Linked DNA regions of Mus musculus: region 2 is linked to region 1. Evidence: chromatin contacts called from public promoter capture Hi-C data. All regions are on one chromosome and are shown on one strand. Each heading gives the region's core, a stretch centred on a gene start, on an enhancer-like site or on the middle of the called end of the contact. The rest is flanking DNA. Distances are from core to core; before and after follow the strand shown.

The links. Promoter capture Hi-C pulls out the DNA fragments that hold promoters and counts their contacts.
Region 2: a promoter capture Hi-C map of pre-B cells shows a contact between it and region 1, with 4 times the contacts expected there. The contact joins the promoter of Kcnmb4 here to the promoter of Tbc1d15 in region 1. A contact is called at or near these places in 2 of 39 promoter capture datasets (liver and pre-B cells) and 1 of 115 datasets of contacts at active chromatin or transcription factors (astrocytes).

What each region holds. Positions count from the first base shown.
Region 1 is chr10:115,250,012-115,253,217 of GRCm38.p6, forward strand. Tbc1d15 (TBC1 domain family, member 15) reads right to left here and starts at 1,482. Exons shown (of 17, transcript NM_025706.3): 1 at 1,371-1,482. The coding sequence starts at 1,400.
Region 2 is chr10:116,471,890-116,475,095 of GRCm38.p6, forward strand. Kcnmb4 (potassium large conductance calcium-activated channel, subfamily M, beta member 4) reads right to left here and starts at 1,634. Exons shown (of 3, transcript NM_021452.1): 1 at 1,297-1,634. The coding sequence starts at 1,632. It overlaps Kcnmb4os2 (potassium large conductance calcium-activated channel, subfamily M, beta member 4, opposite strand 2), which reads left to right and starts at 1,274. Exons shown (of 3, transcript NR_130644.1): 1 at 1,274-2,498; 2 at 2,596-2,744; 3 at 2,877-3,098.

The sequences.
Region 1 (3,206 bases), core at 232-2,731:
CTGCTTTATCGAGGGTTCTTTTCAGAATCCATGCAAACTGGAAAAGAGAAGTGTAGTTTAAGTTGTGAAGATCTCATCTTGGAAAGTACCAGATTGGCCCAGCCCAAAACACCAAGATAAACTTTCTAATTTGTAATGAATCAAGAGATGACTAGCACTCATCTCAAATAAAAAAGACCAAAAATATTTTAAAAGGGCAAGGATATAAGTATACCCTAAAAGGATGCCCAACCAATTTTTCGAAAGAGCAAGACTACGTAACGTATAAGCGCTTCTGTTGCGTCTACCCCTAAGCACTCCAATACAGGATGCCCGGCATCCCTTCCGTTCTGCAGATAAAGACGAAGAACAGAGAAGCCTCAATTATCCAATTTCCCAAGGTCACAATTCAGATCTGCACCGAAGATAAGGCCGGTATTTGTTATTCCACAATCTAAATCTGCACAAACGCTGTCAAGTTCAAAACGAGGAGAAAAGCAGCGAAACATACTACGTGGAACTGAAGGAACAGCGGAAGCTATCTGCAACAAGTAAACAGGTCTTAGTGCTCTGAGTCATTACCAGCCGGTCACTGACGTTTGCGAAATAACTCGCCACTGGGAAACGCAGTCAGGTGCATCGCATGAAGCAGATAACCCTATATTCGCACAAGCTGTCTCTCTGCATATAAACTGCTAATCTAATCTAATCTCCGTACCTAATGGTGGTTCCTAGCCCACTGTGAGGGTGTCACTGACAGAGCCTCCTGTAAAACAGCAGGGCAGACACCCACACACAGAAACGCCCCCGAAGACATCTAGGAAACAAACGTTTTCATAAAGGCTTTTCTAGATGAGCCCAGCGCGGTGTCAATCGCCAGTTCCCAACCTAACGCCCGCAACCATTAACCATCTGGGTAATTTTTCGAACAGGACCCCAAGCTCTGAGGACAGAGTTGCAGAGCTCCTGGTCAGCTCCTCTGCATGGTGACTCGACGCCTTCCCCCAAAGACGACAGAGAGCCAAGCAAGCCAGGGTGGCCAAAGGCTTTTTACAAGAGAAGGTTTTACGGTCGGAAGGGCAGACGTAAAGAACCAGAGTCACAGGGGGAAGGAACGGATTCAGGGGTCCCCGAAAGGATCCGCGCTGCGGGGCAGAGCCGGGGACAAACGCCCAGGCCTGCACCGCCTGGGAGCAGGAACCGTCTAACCCCGCGCTCACCCAGCCAGCACCCCGGAGGGGCAGCTCGCACCCCGCGGAGCCCCTTCGCTGTCACACGCCGGTCTCCTCTGAAGCCGACCTGGCTCGCCTGCCCCTCGGCGGCCGCCCGCCCGCCCGCCAGCCGCAGGCCACCGGTCAGGAGCACCCGCACCAGCCGGTGCCGTTACTCACCTTCCCGCTCACAACACCCGCCGCCGCCATGTTCCCCCGCGCGTGCCTGGTGATGACGTAGCACAACCTCACGTGGCTCTCGGACTCACAACAACATCCGGTCGGGCTAAAATAACATCCGGGCGGGAAAGGGGCGGGGAGGAGCGGGAACAGCAGTTAGGCGCATGCGTGGTGAGGATGCTAAGAGGGTGGAGCCGTCGTGCCGTACTGCGCGTGCGCGTGCTTCCCCCACATTTTAAATAGAAGTCTACGGCTTTTGAAGTTTGCTCGGGCGTGGCACTTTTAACTTGGGGAACGGCTGGCGAGTCTCTTGGGTGTGATGGAAGGAGCACCTTGTTTAGACCCAGAACACGATGCCACAGCTTTCTTGCTTTAAATAAGTCACGGTAAAATTGGAATCGCCTTGAACATCAGCCCTGGAGCTAATACACGCAGAGACTTTTCCCCTTGATATTAGAGGATTCTGAACATGAGTATTGTTGCTGTCACTCACGCATGACCTTGAGCATGGTATTTTTATAGGAACTGTAGTTACTACAAGGCCCTTTATCGCTCCAGAGTTCAGGGTGCCTCCACAGCTTAGTGGTTATGATTTCAATTCCTAAAATTCACCCAAGCATCTGCATGTAAAGGATCATGTATGGCCATACGGATCTCCCCCATGTTTGGAAACAGATCGGTAAACTATTAAGTTCAAAATCTAATTCCTTCTCAGCGCAGCACCCTGAGACTTAGCTCCGGTACACAATAAAATTGACATCTTAGAGCAGTTAGCAATAGTTCTCCACCTACCTAATGCTGCGACCCTTTAATACAGTTTCTCATGTTTTGGTGCGGACCCCACCCCAACCAAAAAGTTGTTTTTGTTACTACTTCATAACTGTAACATTACTGCTATTATGAACCGTAAAGTATCTGTATTTTCCTATAGCCTTAAGAGACCCCTGTAAAAGTGTCGTTTCACCCACACAAGAGTCGTGCCTGCCCGCTGAGTTAGAGCCTTTTCAGGCTGCCTGAGGTAACAGCAGAAAAACGTGATCTGCAGGTTCTGTGAGTATCAGGAATCTAATCGGGGAGGGAGGTGCCTAAGTCTTACAGGAGAATGCATGCTTAGCCCCAGGAGGGACTCTGACCACCAAATATCAGAGATTCCAAGCAAGCCCTAGATCCCAGTGCCCAAGTTCTCACTGCTCGGTAAAGCAACGCATCTGCCAGCCATTAAGGAAGCAAGAGCGCAGTGAGTTGACAGCGAGAGAGCACAGGGGCTTATCAGTAGACCAGACTTCCCCAAGCCAACTGATTGTGGGTAGTAACCGGAGTCTGAATAATCAAAACTAGATTCTTCTGCTATCTCAGAAGGATGGAGTAATGTGGTTAAAGGAGAAACCTCACTATATTGTCAAAACTTAGCAGTGTCAGAATATAATGCTAAGTAATAGCAGTTACTCTACAACTTTTTGTAAATTTTAAAGAACTAATGTCTTAAATATCTAACATAATATAACATGGGCCAAACATGCTAACAGTCCTGAAGACATCTTTTTTAATTTTTGTAAAATTAAAAATAAAACTTATTTCCTAGCTGGGTATGGTGGCCCATACCTTTAATCCTAGTGAAAGACTCCGAGAGGAGCCCCTCGCTCAGGCCTCAGGACAATAGCGGACACCCAAGAACTCACGACAGACCGAGCTTGTTGCAAACCACATGAGGCTTTATTCGGGAAAGCCAGAGCTCTGGGGACGACTCATATCCCACGCAGGGGTAGAGGAGTCGACCTCGAGGGGAAAGAGTTCCCAGTTTTTATAGGCCCTCAGGGGGGGAAGGAGAAGGGGGAG
Region 2 (3,206 bases), core at 384-2,883, 1.2 Mb after region 1:
GTCTACACTTACTGTTCTTGGATTAGCTCCATTTTTAAAAGCAAACGAGCCTCCGTGCACTAGCGGGAGACTTTTCCATTGAGGAGTCCATCATATGTTCAAAGACTAGTTTCTTCTAACTTTCCAAATAAGTGAGTTACGCCCGAGTTTCTCTGCACAGCGGTAGTGATCTTGTTTAAAATAATGAATTCCGATTAATCTATCTGGTCACATTTAAGAGAACATGTTCCTGCACGCACAGGACTCATTTTCTTTGGAATGATTTCTGCTTGTCTTCCAGCACAGCCCCCAGGAAGTACAAGGACTCAGTAACTTGAATATATATACACACCTTCAGCTGGCAGCAGAAAGGAACACAGGCATCAAAGAACCCTCCTGCAGAAGCAGGCACACTGCAAGGCTCAATTAGTTCACGGACTGGGGACACAGCTTTTTATAAGTGCTTTCCTACCCCGGGGAAGTTTTCTGAGTCTCCCTCTCTGCTCTCCAGAGGCTAGAAAGTCCTAACCAGGTTTTATCTATTTTTTTCCCTCTTTTTTTTTTTTTTTCCTCCCCTGTAACAACAAAAGAAGTTGTCAGGAAACCGCTGCTTGGTATATGTCATCAAGGGCTTTCTATTTTCGGTAAGTTGTTCTCCTACTTACTCCTTAGTTACAGCTTCTCATTGTGCCCAAACACTCAGAGTGGTTAGGACCCTTCAGCCTCCACCACCAGCACCAAGCAAACCAACCCGACCTCATCAGAATCTCTTCTTGGATTCCTCCTGATGGCTGTTGACCCCACCCTCACCATCCCAAGTCTATCTGTAGACCTCAAGTTAAAAACTTCAGTTTAGAACTAAAATTCAAAAGTCACTTAAGATACTTTCCAGAAGCGAAGAGACCCCTTTAACCTCTCAAAGAAGGGAGTTCTTGAGCCCCATAGAAGCTCAGGCCATATACTGGAGTACCTGGGTCCTGGGCTATCCCATGGCTACATTGGAAGGAAAAGTTAACTTTCTTTGCTCCTTGAGTTTAGGCAACCCCTTCCCGCAGGCGCTGGACCTGGGGTGGTCCGGAGCTCAAAAAAATCTAAGAACAGAAAAGATCTGTTTGCAGAGAGGCTCGCGTACCACCGCCCAGTAGGCAAACACACCCCGAGGTCTGGAGCCCTGGGCTCCAGGGATGCGTGCATGCACCTCATGCCTCCCTCGCATCAACTCCGAGCGAGGACAGTGCACTCGATTCTTCCCCTGGGGTCTAACCGGGACGTTGGCCCCGAACCTGCACTGTTAGGCGGGAGCTCCCGCGCGCTTACCTTGGGGTTGGTCAGGAGCTGGTGCTGGTCGCTGTGTAGCAGCGCCCTGGAGTTGGACTCGGAGTTGTTCACGTACACCTGGACGCAGGGATACTGCGAGGTGCCCCTGCAGTCGGTGCCACAGGTGAAGGTGCACTCGAACACCTCGCCGATCTGCTGCACCGACAGCACGGTGCAGTTGGCCGCCGTGGCTTGCAGATCCTGCAAGGCGGGACTGAGCCAGCAGAAGCCGAAGATGAAGAGCGACAGGATGCCGGAGACGATGAGGAACAAGCCGAGCCGGATGCTCTTGTCTTCGGCTTCCGTGTACTCGTAAGACACCCTGAGCTTCGCCATCGCCCCCCACTCTCCACGGCTGGCGCGCTCCCCGCCCCCTCCCGCCCCCGGCGCCGAGCTCAACCGCCTCGGGCGGGAGGAGCCGCCGCCGCCGCCGCGCGACAGCAGGGGAGTGGGCGGCGAGGGGGCGCGCGCGAGAACAAAGGGGCCGAGGCCGGCGACGCCCCCGGCGGCGGCGACGGCGCTGCCCGAGGCCGGGCTCCCGGGTGCCACCGCCGCCTCACAGCGTCCGGCACCCCGGGGCTCCCCGAGCCCGCCCCCGCCCCCGCGCGCTCCGCGCCCCGCGCCCGCCTCCCCGCGCGCGCCGCCCGCCTGCCATCGCCGCGGCCGAGCGCCCGGCGCCCCGACGCTGGGAGCGACTGGGCTGCTGAGCCCTGGCTCCGCGTTGAGCGAGGCTGCTCCTCCCCGCCCTGGGCGCCGCCGCCCCGCCCCGCCCCGCGCCGCGCCCCGCAGCTCCCGTGGGCGAGCACCCGGGCCGCCGCGAGCTGCTCTCGGAATCCTCGCCAGATGCAACCTGGAGAGATGGCGGAGACGGTCGAGGCGAACGCTTAGCACCGAGGGAGCGTGGCTGGGGAGAAAGTTAAAAGAGAGAAAAAAAAAATTTTTTTAAGTGGGGGAGGATGGCGTGAGCGTGCGAAGCGGGAATCTTCAAACTCCGATCCGGGGAGCTGCGGGGCAGCAGGCGCACCGGCAAAGGGAGCTCCGGTGGCGGCGAGCGACAGAGGGCACCGGCGCGGACGCGGGGGGATGCCCACAGGCGAGCGGCCGGGAGCCGGAGGTCCCCGCGGATCCCACGCCGCCACCGGGACCGTGCAGGCTAACACGATTGGAGCCTTGAGCGTCGGTGGACTTTCCTGGAAAAATAGGTGCCAGACAGCGGGAACGACCCCTAGGGGGTGGACGCAAACAGGTGGCAAAGCCTGGCCTCGGGCTGGTGAGAGCAGACTCTGTTGGCCTCTTTAGGAATATTGCCACCCTTAGCTGGCCCTGAGATTTGCAGGTGAGCTTTTTCTGGAGCTCTGTGCAAGGCGACCGCGGCTTGCAGACACTTTGGAACTCCACCCTATCGATGTACACCTTTATTCAGCCTCTATTCTCCTGACTTTTCCTTTGTAAGTTTAAATTTGCTTTTTACCTACATTTTTTTAAAGATCATAAAACCAAACTTGAGAACTGTTTAGAGCTGCGTTTGGAAGAATAAAGTTGTTGTTGTTGTTTTAACCCTCCTTTTCTTGTCTTTCAAGTCCTAGATGAATGAACTCAGGCTCCTGATGAATAACAGTTGCCAAGTCATGGAAATGTTAAGCCCACTCTACCAGACTTCAAACCCTTTGGCTGGCACTGACAGAGTTCTGGCATGTTATGCTGATGGGTATTTCCAAACAATGGTAAAGGAGACCTTTAGTGTCTGTTTTTCTTAATGAATAAAAAGGCTGCAGGACTTGGAAAAACTTTAAAATCACAAAGATGTCTCAGTGTCGTCTCCGTTTGAGAGCAGACACTGTATTTTTTGTTTGTTTGTTTGTTTGTTTCTGCCTGAGATTTCCCCCCCTGTTGGCGTCAAGGCATTTGTT